Regions from separate parts of the Zea mays genome. Here region 1 is linked to region 2. Evidence: chromatin contacts called from public Hi-C data. All regions are on one chromosome and are shown on one strand. The core of a region is the stretch at or near the end of the contact, and the rest is flanking DNA. Distances in the headings are between cores, read along the strand shown. Region 1 holds the start of LOC103645542 (inositol hexakisphosphate and diphosphoinositol-pentakisphosphate kinase VIP2). Region 2 holds the start of LOC100194269.

Region 1 (6,589 bases), core at 413-2,912, 350 kb before region 2:
CACGTGTTCTCTACTTTTCGATCGGAGGAGGAAGAAAGCACATGAGACACTGACACGTGGAGCCTATTTTAAGGACAAAATAGGTAATTCCCACTAAATTGCTTTTGTGTAAATCTGGAGCTGCTGCATTAGCCAAACAATTCTCTGATAGATTAGGGTGGATGTCAAATCCACCGTAGAGCTGCTCGGTGAATACCAGATCAAGAATCACTTTTCAGCGGTGGAGCTTTACCAAACAGGCTCTTAATAGTATATGCATATGCAGTAGACCAAATCTAATGTGTAATCCTTTTCGAAAGGTTGAAAATCTTATCACGCTCTACACATCCTATGAACAATACTGGTCCACATGCACAGCTTACGGTACAACGAGTCAACGTTGGGCATATAATATCATGAGAATGAGAATGTCGACCACTCAAGTGCAAAACTTCTAATTTAATTCATGGCGGTGCTTAAACTATCAGTAAAGCAAGTTAACAGAACATACTAGTCCTCCAAAAAATATACCAAGAAGGCAAGAATCAAGTTAGCAACCATTTAATCCTCCAAAAGGAAGTACATAATCAGGGATATATATGCCATATCCAGGAATACTGGGTGCAACCGAGAAAAGCGACCATTTTGATAGGGACCACACAGTATCCGAAAAGATGCAGAATAAATTGGTATCCAGGAAGATTCACGGGTGTCTCGCATTAGAAAAAATTCAGAAGGAACGTAAGATCACGTTCAACTCGACGACATCCACCCATCTACTCATGCCACATGCAAACTTCAATCTCGCGCGGGTTTCCCACCTTTTTTTGCAAATTAATGTAACAAGGAAAGGGAAATGCAAGGTGGACGGGGCAAAAGGAAGACTCTTGCACACCTCGAATTCTCCAAACGCGCGGAGCCGCTCGAGAATCTGCTCCATTGGAGAAGAGAACGCCTGAAGAAAAGAAGAATTGAGAACTTGATCAGACGAGGACATGTTCCGGAGGCAATAACGAAGCTCCCGCATCCCGCATTCTTTGAGAAATCCAGGAGCAAGAGCCGGCCAATCGAGACGTACGCGCTGGAAATCGAGACGCACGCGCTGGAAGAGCAAGAACGCGAATGGATCAATAATCAGGAAGACAAGACAGCATCTAGCATCCATGTGTTCGCGAGAATCCGTGAACCACCAAGGAGAAGAAAACGAGAGAAAAAAAAACTCAAGAAACCAGAGAGTCAAGATCCCGACCTTCTTCTCCATGACACAGACGCCAATGGTGATCCTACCGGCGCCGCCATTACCCTCCATCACCACCATTGCGGCCCGCCCCTGTCCTGGCCTCCTCCGCCCCCGATCTGTCCCACAGCCCGCGCACGCGAATCCGACGAGATTTCCCACGATTTTGATGCCGGGAGGATAAGAGGCGTTTGGTCGGGGGAGTTCGGGAAGGGGAGGCGGCGAGAGGCGTGCGTGTTGCACACAACTCTCCCTCTCCTCTTAGCTGCGGCGGCGTTCGGGTCAGGGTACGGGATTGGCGGTCTCGTCTCGTGCGAGTGCGATGCGATGGGCGGGCGCCGAGCGGCTTCGAGCGGCGCGACGGCAGATGTGGAGCGGTTCTTATCGGCTCCAGTGTGGGCTGGGCGCTGGGGCTGTATGTGCCGACCGGGGTTGCAGTTGGAAGAATCCACGAAACATCAAGTTTGAGATCAGGAAATAGCACGCGTTCCCGATAACAGCATCAGTTTTATCAAATGAATTTCTAAGGACTAATTTTTGTCATCTATTTTATTTTATTTTCATCAATAGATTACTAAATACAGAAACCAAAACCCTCTAAATAATTCGTCACTTTAAATTTTACAAAACTTACCCATCCATTAAATCCACCAAATAAATTACACAATAATTTAACATATTAATAAAATTAAAGGTTCAAAAAATGTTAGATAATCTCATCTCCCTTGCTCCTCAATTTCAATAAACAATACTCTCTCCATTTTTCTTTAATTGAGGCTTTTTAGTTAAAAATGAACTGCACAACGTTAACTATTTTAAAATGGCGGTAGTTAGATCATTTCTCATCTCTTCCCCATGACCCCGCCACCACCAGCCTCTCTCTCTCCCCTCCCTTGCATCCTCGCCGCTTTCAACCTGTCCTCCTGCATCGCCGCCGTCATTAACCCTTCTAGAGATCATAGTGTTAGCATAGGCTATATGTTAAACACTTCATCTATATTTTTCATGCTTTCACTAGTTAGGTGCCCGTGCGTTGCGACGGCACACAATCACAGAAATAGGCTTTCGGATGTAATTATCGCTACCTTCTTTGTTCTACCAATGCAAACAAAGTCTATAGATGGGTACCAAATATGACATCATGGTGGTAATATCGAATTCCAGGTTGTTAGTATTGTTTAGAGTGTGCATCCCTCACAAAATAGCATATGAATATACACTCACAATCTCAAATCCATCTCGAATTAACAGGCGAACAAATAGATAGACATTTGAAGCATGAAGGAGATGCGAATTCACAGATACACTGAACAGGACAAGATGACATCCTTTTTATTTTATGAACTGGAAATAGTGGCGCCCAACTGTTTGACTCTTAAAAAGACAGTAAATTCGTAATGACTCATCTTTGGTACAATGCCATGCTCATTCTACATATGCTCATAGTACCTCTTCCCTTTGTCTACAAAACCAGCATTTGAAGCATGAAGGAGATGTGAATTCACAGATACACTGAACAGGACAAGATGACATCCTTTTTATTTTATGAACTGGAAATAGTGGCGCCCAACTGTTTGACTCTTAAAAAGACAGTAAATTCGTAATGACTCATCTCTGGTACAATGCCATGCTCATTCTACATCTGCTCGCTGGGAAGAAAGTAAATGCATATCTATAGTGTATTTCTCTGTGGTCAAATGCCCATGCTTTGATATCATCCACTAAACAAATGCATCTCTGTTGTCTTAGATTCTAAGGAGACTGGGGACTTAAAACCCATGACCACAGACATTTCTTTGATTGTATACACCTTTGAATTTAATAATAAGAACGATAAAGTTCCAAAACGGGATACAACGCGGGCCCATGAAGCGTACCCTTATAGTTACAGGAATCATTGACAATAGACTTAAACTAATGCAGTTACAACCAGGACTAAAAACAATTGCTAGCAGCAAAACCTTCACACTACCATGTTAAACCAATGTGCCTTTTATGAACAAATAGATGAAAAGGCTGCTCTTTTATATTTATCATAAAGACAACTCATAGAGGAACGAAGCATATGAACTACCGAATCTGAGCAAGACTATTACAAATAAAGCTGAAAATTATCTCACCTTGATTCCACAGCCTGCTGCAGATTGGAGGCACCTGCACGAATGGCTCGAGCTTCTATTGCTCCTGCAACAAGTCCTCATTTCATAATACATTTTTACCCCTATCTTCAATATAAGTAGTGGCTCCCCTGTACGTAAAAGCTCCAGCCTTAGCAGAAGCCATAGTAGAAGCTCTGACTCTCCTGCATATTCATCCACTCATATTGTTTCGGTAATCTAGTTTTTGGAATCTGTCAACAAACAAACCAAAAACATTAGGGTCTGTCAAAAAGTAACAAGACTGCCTCGATAAACAGGCCGAAATCAACGACAACAATGCAAGTTCAGACAAACAGGCAAAGTCACATAAAGCGAATGTAGCTCTTGCGTCAACCATACCATAGTGCTTATTTCGTCCGTAACCATTATGTTCATGTCACAAAATCAGCATGGCGTTCTGCCATGCATGAGTTCACAGAATAACTGATGAATAAGGGGGATCTCCACATGAGACCTTGCTCCAGGGATCTCAACTTTCATCCGTGACCACAAATAACAAAAGGGTCTGCAGTGCCAAACGGTAGTAGTAGTAGTAGTTTACAAAAAATTCGGTCTTCAACACATAGCAGGATTTCCTGGAGGATGGATCCAGCCAGTCCAGGATGTGGATGCACCTATCTCCCAGAACAGTTGTGATGGAAAAAAAAACTGAGGTCTGGGGATCATGTACAGAAATGAGGTTAGTAGTATTGTAAGGAGCTTCCTGTATCCTGTGGACATTTGTATTCGAGGTGAATTTTTTCATATCAAAGAAATTCAAGCTGTAATTTAATGATTTCTGGATCTGCTACTGCACTTGAAAACATATGCTAAGCAGCATATTTATTGACCAAAAGATAGATATCATATATATTCGCATAGTATTATCATTTTAAGTATGCCCCAAAAGATTAATAGGGCAAATAATTCATTGTTCAATTTTTTCTGCACACAGTTCTCAATCCACGTTTCACTGTTAAATAGTACAGTATGGCAGCAACCCTGTAATTTAATGATGCCACATTCTGGGTCACAAGGGCAAGATAACTCCAAGTATTTATCTAACAGAACAGGCAGGGTAGCTGGGCTACCATATCAGTTTTTATCCCTTTCAGGGCAAAAGGAAGAGGCACAAAATAGTCAAGGTCATGATGATAAGCAAATGAATACCAAGGATGCTAATTTAGTTGGATACCCACTACGTGATGAAGAGGAACATCTTGATTTCACATCCCTTTCATCCTTTGAAAGAGTAGAAGGTCATCTTAATTTTATTCCCGTGGCCAGCTACTGCAATTTACTTGAACCAGGGAAGGTGATTGGATTCACCAACTCTAATTCAGGGATTTCGTATTTGCCAGCAGGTTTTATTTTTGAATTCATGTATTTTTCTTGGTACTTAATCTGCTGAAAAATAATTTATTTATTTTTCATATCTTGTCTGGAATGATATTGGCCCATTTTGTCTGAAGCATACTCTATATTCAGGACGCTTTGCTCCAGTTGGATGTTTAAGGGAAGTTCCAGTGAGTAAACAAAAGAAATCTGTGAAGGTCCATGATGGTGGCTAGAACATTTCTAACATACTAAACAAAATTACTAACGATCCCAGCCCGGGATAATCCAAAGGCTAATCCTCAGAACCCCAAATCCTAGAAGAATAAATCAAGCACAATGGAATGCAACGCTCGAACAGAATAACTAACTGCAAAAGTCCTACTCGAACAAATCAAAGCAACCCTTTCGACGAAGCAACAGAGTGAACGAATCAAAACAAGTAATTCGATGAAGCAACTACATTAGCTAACCAATCGAAGCAATAATCCGACGAAGCAGCAGCTCGACGACGAATTTGGGTTTGGAGGAGGTCGGGATATGGCAGGACGGGTAGTACCAGTCAGGCAGTAACCGACGCGGACGCGCAGGAGGAAGGGGCGGAGGTAGAAGATGTGGAACCCATGGTCGTCGAGCTGCTGCTTCGTCCTGCGCCCCAAATCAGCAGTACGTCGTCGGTCTCCTTGATCCACCATTCTACAACAGAAATTGTAGGGGAATGGATGTGCTGATTCAACTGGTCATAGAATTTTTGTGCAGATCTCAGCATATAAGTGCATGATCTATGGCAACGCTACTGCTATTCTGCTACCTGAACCTGTCGTACTGCTACTCTTCTACTCTCTTGTGAGCGACAACCAAAGGAAGCTCGTTGCTACTACTCTACTACCTAAACCAGTCGTGAGCATCACATTACGCAAATGAAGTCACCTCTGCTCTCGATGTCAATGCCGTCAATATTGTCCAGATCGATGTCTTAGCATGGTTTACTTCATACTGTTCCAGCAGAACTCGGTTAATCCCACAAAGGAAAAATGACATAGTTTCCTAGAGATATCAATTGCAGTGCTAACAACAAGCAGAGAGGGGAAAACACCAACCAATCATTGAGGTGGTTGCCCTGTATGTGTGATTGCACATAGTAGTTCACATGATTTGTTAGCTCCACGATCCCCGCTTCTGGGTTTACTCTTTTGACTGCTAAATCACCAACATTTGCTAGTCTTCCCTGAGCAAATGACAAAGATGACAAATTCTTCGATTAATTCAGTACCTTGTAGATGGTATTAGACTGGGTATTAGACTGGGTAAGTAAAAAGGCAATTAAAATAGTAAATAAAAATCTATGACTCTTTTTAGCAAAAACTATCAACGTCAAAAGCTTGATGGTTCCATTATCTGAAGTTTGTATTCACGATTAATTTGGCAAAAACTATCAACGTCAAAAGCTTGATGGTACTTCCATTATTTGAAACCAGTGATAAGCATTTCTAGTAGGTACAGTGATAAGCATTTCTTCAAACTTCAGAAAATGGACACCACACTTTCATATTGATTGAAGGCATAAAGTATGACCGATTAATTCAGCAATGCATCAGCTTTTACAAGATTCGGGGCATTTCCAAACAGACATGCCAATAAACAAAATTCTTCAGTGGTTGCAAAATCTGTGAGATTCATTAAGTGACAATGTATCAGGATATCTCGTTGTCCAAATCATTTCTGTATATACATGCATAGTTTCAATAGGATGCTATTTTTGTCATCACAAGTTCACAACCTAAATCAACCTCAGTTCAAACAAACAAGGAACATAAACAGAATATCAGGTAAAACTGACCTGTACCAAGCACCGGATCCAAAAGTAGACGCGGGGAGACTCCTCTTCGCAGCGACGCAG
Region 2 (6,821 bases), core at 397-2,896:
GCTGAGTCCGAGCCCTGGGGTCGGGCGGAACGGAGTTCGTCGTCTTCCGGGGCTGAGCCCGAGTCCGAGCCCTGGGTCGGGCGGAGCGGAGTTCGCCGTCTTCCGGGGCTGAGCCCGAGTCCGAGCCCTGGGTCGGGCGGAGCGGAGTTCGCCGTCTTCCGGGGCTGAGCCCGAGTCCGAGCCCTGGGTCGGGCGGAGCGGAGTTTCCTATGGTGCCTGAGGCCGGGCCTGGCTGCCTGTCAGCCTCACTCTGTCGAGTGGCATAGCAGTCGAAGTGGCGCAGGCGGCGCTGTCCTTTTGTCAGGCCGGTCAGTGGAGCGGCGAAGTGACTGCGGTCACTTCGGCTCTGTCGACTGGAGGACGTGCGTCAGGATAAAGGTGTCAGGTCACCTTTGCATTAAAATGCCCCTGCGATTTGGTCGGTTGGTGTGGCGATTTGGCCAGGGTTGCTTCTTGGCGAAGACTGGGCCTCGGGCGAGCCGGAAGTATGTTCGTCGCTGGAGGGGGGCCTCGGGCGAGACGTAGATCCTCCAGGGTCGGCTGCCCTTGCCCGAGGCTGGGCTCGGGCGAGGCGTGATCGAGTCCCTCGAATAGACTGATCCTTGACTTAGTCGCACCCATCATGCCTTTGCAGCTTTGTGCTGATGGGGGTTACCAGCTGAGAATTAGGAGCCTTGAGGGTACCCCTAATTATGGTCCCCGACACTTTGCGTGTCCATTGAATACATTACCCAGTGTCATTCCTAGCCACATCAGCCGCCAGCTCGGCCCACACCACCAATGCAGCCAGCACCTCGCCGCCATAGGTTGTGGCAGTGAGCAGTGTTACATCGGTCGCGCAACTTACGGCGCCGAGAAAAGGGTAAAAAATCTAGAATACTTACTCTAGGGGTTAATTGTATTTTTTTCAAGAAAACGGCAGAAACGAAGTGGATAGGAACGACTTTGTTCTACCTTTAATATTGTTTGGTTAAAGAAAGTTTCAAAAAGAACAACTCCAAAAAAAAGAATATTCTCCTAATATGTCGAATTCCACCGCTTTAAAAATATATGGAACTTTTTTGCTTGCGGAACATAACAAAGCCATTTTATCTTACAAACATGAAACAAAGATCTTTACATTATGTGAAATTGGAACGGAGTCATCCGTTCTAGGGACGAAGCTAGTTTTTTTAATGGTGCTAATACACCTAAAAAAATTCAAAGTCTATAACTTTAATTTAATTTTTATAATATATACACAAATTCTTATGCACAATCACCACCTTAAATTTGCTCTAGCTATCCATACAAAGGACTTTTATAAGCCGCAGACTAAAATAAACGAAGGCACTACTACAACTTTTATGACTGCGGTGCATAACGAAGCACCAGTACTACTGCCCTAGCTCTGCATCTCGAAAAATAAAACCTCTAAACTTTAAACAAATATATACAAAAACATATTAATTTTATAATATATAATAAATATGCTAGGTTGAGTACATAATATATTTTTATAACATGTTTATTTGAAAATATAAACATCGATATTACACTTTATATTTTAAATTGACTTGTCGTAAAGCAAGATATGTATTTATTTTAAAACCTAAAAAGTATTATAATATTCGCTTTTCTTCGTTCACACATTGCAGCCGCTAGAAGCAGTGAGCAATCCCAGTATACTTCTCCCTCACCGCCCACCGACCTAATCCCCTCCTCCACTTTCCCCACCGCGAAGCCATGTCGGAGCACCCCGCGTCCCGCAGCTCCGTAGGAAGCCGCAGCTCCGCGCTGCCCCCTCACCAGCAGCGCCTTACGCCTGCGCCCGACCCGCTCGCCTCCGTCTGGATCCGCCGCCTCCACCTCTCCCCCAACCCGCCGCCGCCGCCGCGGCCCCCACCCCTGCACATCCGCGCGCCGCCGCCTGCACATCAGGATGCCATCTCCACCGACGAGTCCCACACGACGCCTCCGCCGCCGCCGCTCACGCTGCGCGGCACCGGGTTCGGCCCCTTCCGCTGGAGCCCGCGCCCGTTGCTGGGGGCGCCGGCCGGCGCATGGGACGCCGCCGCCGCCGCTTCCGTTGGGGTGGCTCCTGGCGGTAGTGCCGTCGGCGGCGACCAAACGATGCTGTCGCCGTTCTTCCGTCTCCCAGCGCCGCTGCCGTCAGTCGTGGATTTTGAGGAGGCCATGCCTTTGAGGCCGTTGATCGGGCTCGGAAGCCACAGCGGCAGTGGTGGGTTTCCTGGACTGTCACGACAGATGGTCGGCGGCGGCGACCCCTGTGACGGCTGGCTGTCGTCCAGAGTTGCAGGTATCTAGTAATTGATTTCGGTTCTGTCCTTGATGCGTACAACTATGCAACTTCAAACCTATTAAAAAACTGCAAATTCTTCTGTTAAAGTAAATTTGCATATCGTTTTGGCAAACTTTCAGTTTCAGCCACCTCCTTCATTCGTACTGTTTTTAGTCTTCTACTTCAAATAATCAATGGCTCTGGTTTCCACACCACCATGCAACCTCTGAATTGATCAAGTGCATAATAACTTTCAAGAATTGGATCCTTGACAGTGCTATGGTGACATGTTTTCTTGTCACAATACGACTATTTCCTTTTTATCTTCATAGTTAATGTAGCGGAGTTAGTGACTACTGGGAATACTATGTGAACTACATGTATCCATTTCTTTACTTTCCAATAATTCTTGAGAATTCTTGCACTTTTCTCTAGATACATGCTTATATAGAGAAATAGAGAGGTACGGATACATCTATACAACTCTGTTAAGAACCTAATGTGGGCGCTTGGTGCTACCACGACTTCACCCTCCACACTGATACTCTGGGCCCACCCCACGCGTCCCGCCTCGGCGCCGTGCCCTATAGGCCCCATGCCCAGCGCCCACGCAACGCTCTCTCAGCTACTGCCCTATGGACCCTCGCGCCCGCGTAGCCAGCTACTGCTCCTGCCTAGCACCCGACCCCGCCCACGCAGCTACCACACCACGCAAAAAATAGTGCAGAGCGAGTACTCGAACCCACGCCCCCTTCTTTAGAAATTTGGGGCTAACCACCAGACCACATGTAACTTAGTGTTTAAAAATAAACGATAATTATATTTAAATAAATATCTCAATACCTATTTATATGATATATAACAACCGTAGCAAAGCACGGGCAACTGTCTAGTGACAACATAGATATGGTAACCTGCAACAAAATTAATTTGCACATCATTTTTCACTGTTGTTATCCAGTTGAGCATCAGAGACCTCAGAGGCTCAGACGCAGGAAGTCTTAATATCTCACTGAATCTAATAAATCTTGTGGTGACAAAATTTCTGTTTGTGTAGGTGCTGCATATCCTGGCCATGCTTTGGACATGGTTCCCACAAGAACCCTTAATGTAAGGGTTTCAACTTCATTTCTTATTACGTCACAACATTTATTTTTATGGGTGATGCTTCATTCATTGCAGGTTATTAGGGGGTACTTCACATCTCATAACAACAAAATAAATAATCCCCAATGTCATTTGGAGCCTGAATACTGTAGAACCTGCTTAATCAATTTAACAAAAATATGAGAAAGATCTTGGTCGAAACATAATTTTCCGTAGTAAAACAACTAATTTTGACAGTCCATAACTTAAAGCAAATAAAATAAAATATCTTAATGTACTTTCTAGGCATTGGTTTTCCTAGATATGTTATAAGAAGCGCTAGCCACCAGTGACTGTAGAGACTTAATTGTTGTTGCACGATCTGGTTACCAATTCCTCTTTGCTGAATCACATATGGTGTATTTAGTTTGAGGAATGGGGCATCCATCATCTTCTCACTCCTCACATTTTTGTTTGCTATGGGGATTGGAATGGTTATCTATGATCATTCACCTCATCCTTGCAATCACATGAGCTTCCACTAAAGCCCATGTGATATAATGATGAACACCTCATACCAATCTAGATGAGATGTTTTCTCAAACAAAACACCTTGATCGCTTCATGATTAGCTACATAAAAATGGATATAGAAATTTATCATAATAATACATCTTGTATATTTGTATAACTGGCCTGTTTGGGTGGAAGGGTATTTTGGTATGAAAACACCCACATTGTACTGCTGAGAATGACTAGCTGATAGAGAAACCTGGCTGCCATGAACTAACCGTTAACATGGCAGCATTTCTTCACTAAACACTGGCCTGCCATTCCTTGCAGGATCTGCGTGACAGACAGCATGGCGCAATACCAGCACAACCAAATCTCGCAAGGCATGATCCTAGCTCTAGCAGCCAACGTGATGAACCTTTCTCATACTGGAACATGGGGAGGTTCCGAAGAAATACTGCAACTTCGTCGGTCACACCTTTGGGTGCCGCTCCTGCCAATTTCGGCACGAAGAGGAACGCTGACTCGAACGATTTCCTCCCTCTGAAGCTCAGGAAACTAAGCGGGGCTATTTAGTGGCTGATTTATGAAAAATATCTGGCCGACCGTTTTTTGATATGCATAAGAAGCACAAGTATGCTGTTACCTGAAACAGCATGCAGTAATACTTAACCACGTTAGGGCTTCAGAAGGCTGGAGATGGACGCATTTGGTGGTGGCAACCATTGTAAATTGTACGTTTGCTCCCAAATCGTTGCATTTGGCATCCTCTGACCCACTGGCCTGCATGTTTGTATATTTTTTGTGTGATATACGGGGAGATGTCTTGTGCCACGTTTCCTCCGTGGCGTGTACATTCAAACAAATTGGCATCAAACATGTAGTAATTTTCGTTCTATGGAATTGTACGTTTTCTGTTTGCCCCCAAACCCAAACCTTGTGATTGCAGTTGCAATCCAAACCTTACAATTCTTTTTCACCCTGAAGTTGCAGCCTTGCAGGTGCTGCGATGAAGCCATGCTGTAGCTGTGGTGCAACTGTGTGATATCAATTTGCCAAGTTTAACAAGTGTGTAACCTATTCCATAACCATGGCTGAACCGCTGAAGGGATGCAAGTCTGGTATACGTAGTTCTAGTTTACCGCCTCAGTCGACCCAGTGGCCCAGAGAATGCGAAATTTGTCTCTGTCAGTTGGTTGGAGGCTTGCACGGCTATAAATAGTTTGGAGGTTTGCTGGGCTGTAAATCGTTGTTGACTGGTTGAGGATACTGCATGTTTGGCTACAGATCGTTAACCTTTGAGTTGTCTTGGTCACTATCTGACCAGAACAATTTCATCCAGTGTCCGGGGGGAAAAGAACAATCACCCATTCTCTGCTCTGGCTGCGTAGTGCTTCGATAGCTTCATGTCCGTGAATGAATTCACTGTCAATCTTTTGTGGAAGAATCTTATCCATGTGTGATGCGGCCAAGTTTTAGTCGTCGATGTCAGTGCTCCTGCACTTTATACCCAGCCGAAGGCATCGACGTGAATGGGGCCTGCGAAATACATAATCGAGGCAAACTTTATCCGCAAATGCGCAGAATCTGAAAGAAAAAATGCTTGGGATTAAAAGGACATATTTGGTTAACGGTCTAACTTGCCATAATTTGTCAAAAATTTTCTGTCTAAAGTTAGTTTTTAAATTTGGCGGACTAATCTTAGGTAAATTGTAGCGCAGTAAGCTGATAATCAAACAGGCCTTAAGTCTTTGTCAGCATCGAGGAGGATTCATGAGGCGACTTCAGGAAAGGAGGAACGAAATGTTCTAGAAGATGGAAGAGACCGGGCGGGTGGTCGCTCAGATGCGATTGGAATAGATGGGAAGAGATCTAGAAAATGCCTCAGGGGAGTCTGAGAATCGAGCAGGAGAAGACATCAACCACGAAATTTCTTCGTCTATGGTGATCAGATAGAGCAGGGCCAGGGCGTATCAGAGGAGGAATTATCAGGGGTCGGTGATAGGAAGGCAACATGAGGAGAGGCTGAATGGATATACAACTAATCATGTACTACCTAAGATCTTGTTCCCAAGGTTTGCTGGTGATGATCCTGCAGTGTGATGGATAAGTGTTTGGAGTATTTTTCATATTTATCAAGTTCCACAACCATTGTGGGTGTCGGTTGCTTCCATGCATATGGAGCAGAATGTTGCTCGGTGGTGGCATGTTCAGAAACTGTGGCAAGGGTTGGGTGGTTTTCAGTAGTTTGTGCGGGTAGTGGAGAACAAATTTGGAGTTGATACTTATTCTAAAGCCCTAAGGAAACTACAGAGTCTGAAACAATTAGATACTCTGGAGACATATATGGGTGAGTTTGAGCATGCTCGTTACATGGCTTCTGTGCATAACCCAGAGTTGGATGAGATTTTTTTGTCACACAATTTATACATGGACTGAATATGAAGATTCAGGGTGTGGTTCAAATGCATCAGCCCACTACTATGGACAAGGTTGTGTTACTGGCTCAGCTGCAACAAGATGTGCTAGACAAGGGAATGTATAGAGGTGCTCGACAGGGGTATGCCATGAAGCAGTATCAGCCTGGAAATAGGATGGAGGGGAAGGTTCAACAGGCTGTTGGAGACTTGTATAGAGAAAGGCAAGATAGGGAGTTTCGAAGGTTAAATGGGCTTTGCTACGCCTGTTGTGAGAAATTTGAGCCTGGCCATTTGTTAAGTGTGCCAAGAGGGGGCAGGTTTAGTTAAATGATGTTGTTGCTGATGATGGATAGATGGTGCTATCTGATGAGGTGTTGCGGCAATTGGAGCAATAGGATGAAAAAGGAGAGGTGTGTTGTCACCTGTGATTCCAGGTTGTATCTGGTTCTGACCGTAACCACATTATGAAGGTGAGATCTATTGTGGGGAAGAATATTATGTTGATGCTGGTGGATTCAGACA

Evidence for each region. Hi-C and Micro-C count contacts between places; a contact is called where the count stands out from the background.
Region 1: a contact with region 2 is called in a Hi-C map of tassel, with 2.8 times the contacts expected there. The contact joins the promoter of LOC103645542 here to the promoter of LOC100194269 in region 2. A contact is called at or near these places in 2 of 25 Hi-C or Micro-C datasets (ear and tassel).

What each region holds. Positions count from the first base shown.
Region 1 is chr1:268,768,697-268,775,285 of Zm-B73-REFERENCE-NAM-5.0, reverse strand. It overlaps LOC103645542 (inositol hexakisphosphate and diphosphoinositol-pentakisphosphate kinase VIP2), which reads right to left and starts at 1,662. Exons shown (of 30, transcript XM_020546872.2): 1 at 1,229-1,662; 2 at 875-934. The coding sequence starts at 1,297. LOC103643827 (a long non-coding RNA gene) reads right to left here. Exons shown (of 4, transcript XR_002266510.1): 1 at 6,530-6,589; 2 at 5,790-5,917; 3 at 5,620-5,685; 4 at 3,221-5,385.
Region 2 is chr1:268,421,555-268,428,375 of Zm-B73-REFERENCE-NAM-5.0, reverse strand. It overlaps LOC100194269, which reads left to right and starts at 1,646. Exons shown (of 3, transcript NM_001139308.2): 1 at 1,646-2,299; 2 at 3,339-3,391; 3 at 4,210-4,805. The coding sequence starts at 1,726. The coding sequence ends at 4,455.